Linked DNA regions of Sus scrofa: region 1 is linked to region 2. Evidence: chromatin contacts called from public Hi-C data. All regions are on one chromosome and are shown on one strand. Each heading gives the region's core, a stretch centred on a gene start, on an enhancer-like site or on the middle of the called end of the contact. The rest is flanking DNA. Distances are from core to core; before and after follow the strand shown.

Evidence for each region. Hi-C and Micro-C count contacts between places; a contact is called where the count stands out from the background.
Region 1: a Hi-C map of embryonic fibroblasts shows a contact between it and region 2, with 3 times the contacts expected there. The contact joins the promoter of LOC106504776 here to the promoter of C8H4orf36 in region 2. A contact is called at or near these places in 1 of 5 promoter capture datasets (fetal skeletal muscle), 5 of 47 Hi-C or Micro-C datasets (embryonic fibroblasts, fetal heart ventricle, heart right ventricle and 2 more) and 1 of 2 datasets of contacts at active chromatin or transcription factors (skeletal muscle).

The regions. Positions count from the first base shown.
Region 1 is chr8:132,245,845-132,248,544 of Sscrofa11.1, forward strand. LOC106504776 (collagen alpha-1(I) chain-like) reads left to right here and starts at 1,436. Exons shown (of 5, transcript XM_021100555.1): 1 at 1,436-1,456. The coding sequence starts at 1,436.
Region 2 is chr8:131,968,095-131,970,794 of Sscrofa11.1, forward strand. C8H4orf36 reads left to right here and starts at 1,277. Exons shown (of 10, transcript XM_013979046.2): 1 at 1,277-1,380; 2 at 2,510-2,666. The coding sequence starts at 2,602.

The sequences.
Region 1 (2,700 bases), core at 186-2,685, 280 kb after region 2:
AATCTGTTAGCTATAGTCATACATTCTTTGGACAGGACAGAACAGGATGCTTATTCACAGAGCCTGACACTAAAGAGGAATAAGACAGGGGTCTTAAAGATGTTTTTATTTTGCCCCCTAGACTCACAAGATTACTGGAATTCCTCTTCCCGGAAGAGTTTACGGACCACGGTTTTGATGTGACCTATTTACAGTGACCATCTAACTTTAACGTAGACCATGGAATGCTCTATATGAATTTACTCATTCAAAGCTTTTTCAATCCATTGGCTCGTTCAACCCATCTTAATTTTCAAATTAAGGAAAGTTCTCAGAGGAAAAAAAGGGAAATTCAGAGCAACAGACCCTGACCCTTCCCATCAGTGCTAATCCTTCTATCCTGAGACCCAGCAGCCTTCTCCTTTTTCAGGTGCCTGACATTTTAAAGGGACATACACTCAAATGAGTCACACCTGGTTACATCAGAGGCCTGACAGCAGAAAACTCACTGTACTAATTCACGGCACAGACTTCTCCCAAAGCATATTCCAAAACAGGACCATGTTGACAGGAATACCTCTGCGTGTGTGTGTCTTTTTAGGGCCACACCTGTGGCATGTGGAGGTTCCCAGGCTAGGGGTTGAATCGGAGCTGTAGCCACAGCAACACCAGATCCGAGCCACATCTGTGACCTTCGTCACAGCTCACGGCAACAACGCTGGATCCCTAACTCACTGAACGAGGCCAGGGATTGAACCTGCGTCCTCATGGATGCCAGTTAGATTTGTTTCCACTGAGCCACAATGGGAACTTCAACAGGAATATCTCTTAAATGCACTGGCTTGGAGCATGGTAGCATTTCCTTTCTATTTCAACTGGTATTAATCACAATTTATTATACCACAGAGAAGTCTTGTAGATTATTTAAAAATTACCAACTCCTGTCAAAAAAAAAAGAGGAAGCAGAAGCAGGGCTTGTCCCCAGGAGTCCCCTTCTCTATACGTTTGGGCTGGACAATAAGATGAGCTAGAAAAAGACATGCTTGGAGTTCCTGCTGTGGTACAGCATGTTAAGAATCCGGCATGGTCTCTTTAGCAGCACGGATGCGATCCCGACCTGGCACAGCGGGTTAAGAAGCATCCATCATTGCCACAGCTGTGGTGCAGGTCACAGCTGCTGGCTCAGATGAGTTCCCTGGCCCAGGAACTCCCATATGCCTCAGGTGGGTGCAGCCAAAAAAAAAAAAAAACCAAAACCAAAACCAAAACCAAAAACCTCAACTGATAGAGGAGAAGCTGCAAGGCCTCTCATCCACTCCTTAACCTATTAAAAGTACAATAAGGCAAAGATTAGACCGTTTTTTAATAATTAAAAAATACTCATTTCAAGATTGATACCTATTATCTACCAAAAACAACTGATTAAGCAAGTCTGTTTACTTCCTGCATAGGAGGCATGCCTCCAGAAAAACACAAAGTAAGTTTTACAACTTTTGACCTCATCAGAGTATCAAAATCCATGCTTTAGACTGCCATGGTTTTAAGGGTTTGTATACATATGTTACTTGTGACATGAAAAGTTGAAGCTGTTTACAAATATTTTTAGACGTTGGTAATCACTCCCCAAAAAGTAAGCAGGCTTTACAAGCAAGTAAAAGTTTTGGTGGGAAAAATGTAAATTCAAAGACAAATTTACATAATACTGTAAAAAAAAAAAAACACTTACAAAAGTGAAAGACACTACAGATTAGTTCCTTTTCTTAATAACTAATCCTAGTTATTTTTCTATTTTTAATTCTAGTTTCCATCCTACCATCTCTCCCCCACATACTCCCACAAAGCCTCTAGAACATCAAAGTTAGAACACAAAGTTATTCTGAAAAAAGTATAATGAAATTAGGATTGGGCCACAAAGCAGATGATTTGCCTCTGTAGGAATTTACTGAATCAACACATGCATGAACTTAATAAATAATACTCCTAATGATATTAACAGAAGAAATAATTTGTAGCCTAGCACCAATGCAAGCAGCCAATGAGCATAAAGCATGTTTTCACGCTGACCCTGCCAACCCAGTAACCAAGACGTTGGGAAAATACCAAAGCCTGTTTCATAAAACAAGGACTTCTAATTCTATCCCCCCTCCCATCCTTTAGTAAACTCTGGAAAGCTCAATTTTAAAATGTCTAACTAGTTACCTGCGCCCTTCGACCCACAGATCAGGTGTCCTACATTTTGTTTAGGTCCCCGCCTTGAAAACAAACCCGATTGCCCCATTTTCTGAGAGGTAAACTCGGCTCCAGGCAGTTCCCAATGAAGTCACCGCGTTTATTTCTAAGATGCAATTAAACGAAAATGACACAAGGCTGTGGAAGAGATTAGCTGGAAGCGTGTGGAGGTGTCGATCAAACGTGTACGGCCAATGAAAACGTAATATTTTAGTGGTAATATCTGTTCCCGCTCCCTTTCTCCAATACAGAGACGACGGGGAGAAATGAAACTTTAGTGAAAACTTTTTTGCCTTTACCAAACTTCAGCTTTCCGAGCTACAGTATTGTGTAATGAGCGAAGGCGAGGGGTGGTTAACTCCAGCACGCAGAAAAAAAGCAATGAAAGAGCTTGCATCAGGCAGTGTCTCTGCCTGCCCTCTTCCCCACCCCCCCACCCCCTCTTCTCCGAGCCCTTACATATACACATTCTTCTGGGCGGCCTCTAACCAC
Region 2 (2,700 bases), core at 27-2,526:
AGCCACAATGCTTTTTATGACCTCGTTTCAGACGTTATGCTCTGCCTTCCACCATATTTGTTCAAAGGGAGACGCATAGAAAATAAGTTCCCATGTGGAGAACTCACAGACTCCTTTCTCTCAGAGGGACCCTGGACCCACCACATCCCCTCCCTGTGCCTTAATTTCTCTGCCTATAGAAAGAAAACAGGCCAGGAAACCACAGCCACTTCAACTCCAAGGTGGCCCATCTCTGTCCCATCGTGTGTGACCTCAGCTAACAGCTTAGTCTTGGCTTCCTTGTCACTAAAATGAAATGATCCTAGACAGTGGCTTGCAAACGTTTAGGTCCCCTCTGAGAACTATATTTTATTTTGAAACCGCACATACACACGGGCATGAGTGGGTTCCACAGGACAATACTGACAACACTTATGGGCATGTAGTAGACGCATCTCCCCTCCCCCACCAGGATACTAATTTACTTTAAAAATTCAAGTCAAAATCTACTATGGAGATCTCAAAATCCATGAATGTGTTAATCCACCAATGTGTTAAAATACGAACACCCCCTTTCACTTCCGGCTGCTCCTTTTCCATCGGTACTGGAACCCAGTGAAAGAGCAACCTTGTAATTTCTGGGAAGCACAAACGTACTGGCTGCAGGTGGCTTAACTCTGGGAGCCTGTTCTAATTAGTTGGGAGCCAATATCAGAGGGAGCTTGTCAGGGTGGAAGGGGTACTGTGTTTAGATTCAAAAGTTGGCCCTGCAGCTCACAAGCTGTTTGACCCTGTGCGGTCGTCAAGGACCTTAAAATGAACTAAAAGCTTATGAACTTAAAAGCTTAGTCCATTCCTCCTCTCTACAGGTGGAATAATAAGTAATTTTGGAATAATAAGTGATCCCTCCCTGTTCAATGATGCTGTGACTAGGCTCTTCCTCTGCCGCAGAGACCTTAGAGCCCCAATCTTCGCTCCTCACAACAATCCTGTAATATACAGGATATGATACTTGTTTTCTAGGTGAGGAATTGAGGCTTAGAGAACTTACGTAGGCAAGACCTGCAAGTTAGCAAGCGGCAGAACTAGAATGCCAAACCCGTCGTGGCTCCAAAACCCTCACGCAAGATGGAAGAGGACTATTTTCATTTGACGTTACCTGGTGACCATCTGACGCATGAAAATATTGACTCATCCTGAATCCCCACCGCACAACGACTTCAGAAGCGAGCGCAGCAGGCCACGCTTTCTGATCCTATGATGTGCTTAACACGTACCACGTGTTCCGAGGCCTGGCGTTTAAAAGGGCCTTGACGCACCCGGGCGCGCGGGCACAGGCACCGCGTCCCCTCCCGCCCCGCGGCGCGCGGAGACGCCCCACGGCGGAGCCCGCGCGTGTCTGTAAGTGGCGCCCCAAACCCCGTCCCCGAGTCGCTTCACACAACCCCCCTGGGGTTCGGAAGCGTTTTCAGGGAAAGGCCTCGCGGCGGGTTTGCTCCGTCAAACCACAAGCCGACCCTCGGCTGTGGGGCCCCGCGGGCGCGCGTCCCCGGCTCCGCACCCCGGGGCCCTCGCGGGCGGGGCCGGCCCCACAAAGGCCTTTATTGAGGCCGGGGCGTGACGCAGGGGCGCCCGCAGCTCCGCGCGCGCGCGCGAGCGGGAAGGAGGCGGGGGCTCGCGGCGCGTGCGCGGACATGCGCCCCTAGATGGGCGCGCGCGCGCGCGGCCCTCGACCCGCGGGGGACCGCGTCCCTCCCCGACCCCCGAGCGCCGGTAATGGGGCGCCGGCGTCCTCTCCCGCACCCGTCTCGCAAAGCCTGCGCGGAACGGGCGTCTTCGCCCCGCGTGTGGGGCCGATGGGAGGAGGAGCGGGGCTCTGGCGGGACGGCGCGCTGGGAGGGTTCCCCTTTTCCCCCTCCCCCTCCCTTCTTCCCCCCTCCCCCTCCCTTCTTCTCCCCTCCCCTTTCCCTTCCCCTCCCCCTTTCCCTTCCCCTCCCCCCTCTCGCCCCCTCCCCCTCCCCTCTCCCCCTTCTCGCCCCCTCTCCTCCCCCCTCTCGCTCCCTGCCCCCCATCTCCATCTTGATCTCCAGAGCCAGTTGCTCCCGGAATCTTTGTGCATAGTGGGTGTGGTGCTTAAAGTGGGCCACTTTTTAAGTTCAGAAGTTTGAAAAAGGGAAAACGTGGAAAGGTTTGCATTCTTTAAAGGGCTCCAGCGGAAGACGGAAAGTTCCTGTGCCCCCAGACCTGTTTGTTGCCACATCGCCAGACACGATTTGGTGATGAGGTGTTTGAGCCAGTTAGGCAAGTGTAGGCAATGACAAAATCCGGGCCGGAATGCCGATGCTGTTCACCTGACGTTTTCTCCTTACATGGCGAGAAACGGTAAAATGGCATCATGGAACACGAAAGACGGTGCTGCAGTAGGAGTTCAGTTCATAAACATTAATTAGGGACGTTCAGAATTTTTTTCTGAATATTTTGATTATTTGACTAGTAAAAGTATCCAAATGAATATTTTAACATTAATTAGGTGCATGGCAATCATTTCAAGCAAAGTCAACCGAAAATCTGAGTCATTACACCAGGCACCTGTGTAAGGAAACTGGACTGTAAAAATTCACCATGGCTTATGGCTTGCCAAGAAAGAACACAATGGAAACCATTTTGCGGTGCAATTGTTATGAAGTGTAAGTATTTTTATCACTGTTAAGCATTGACTGG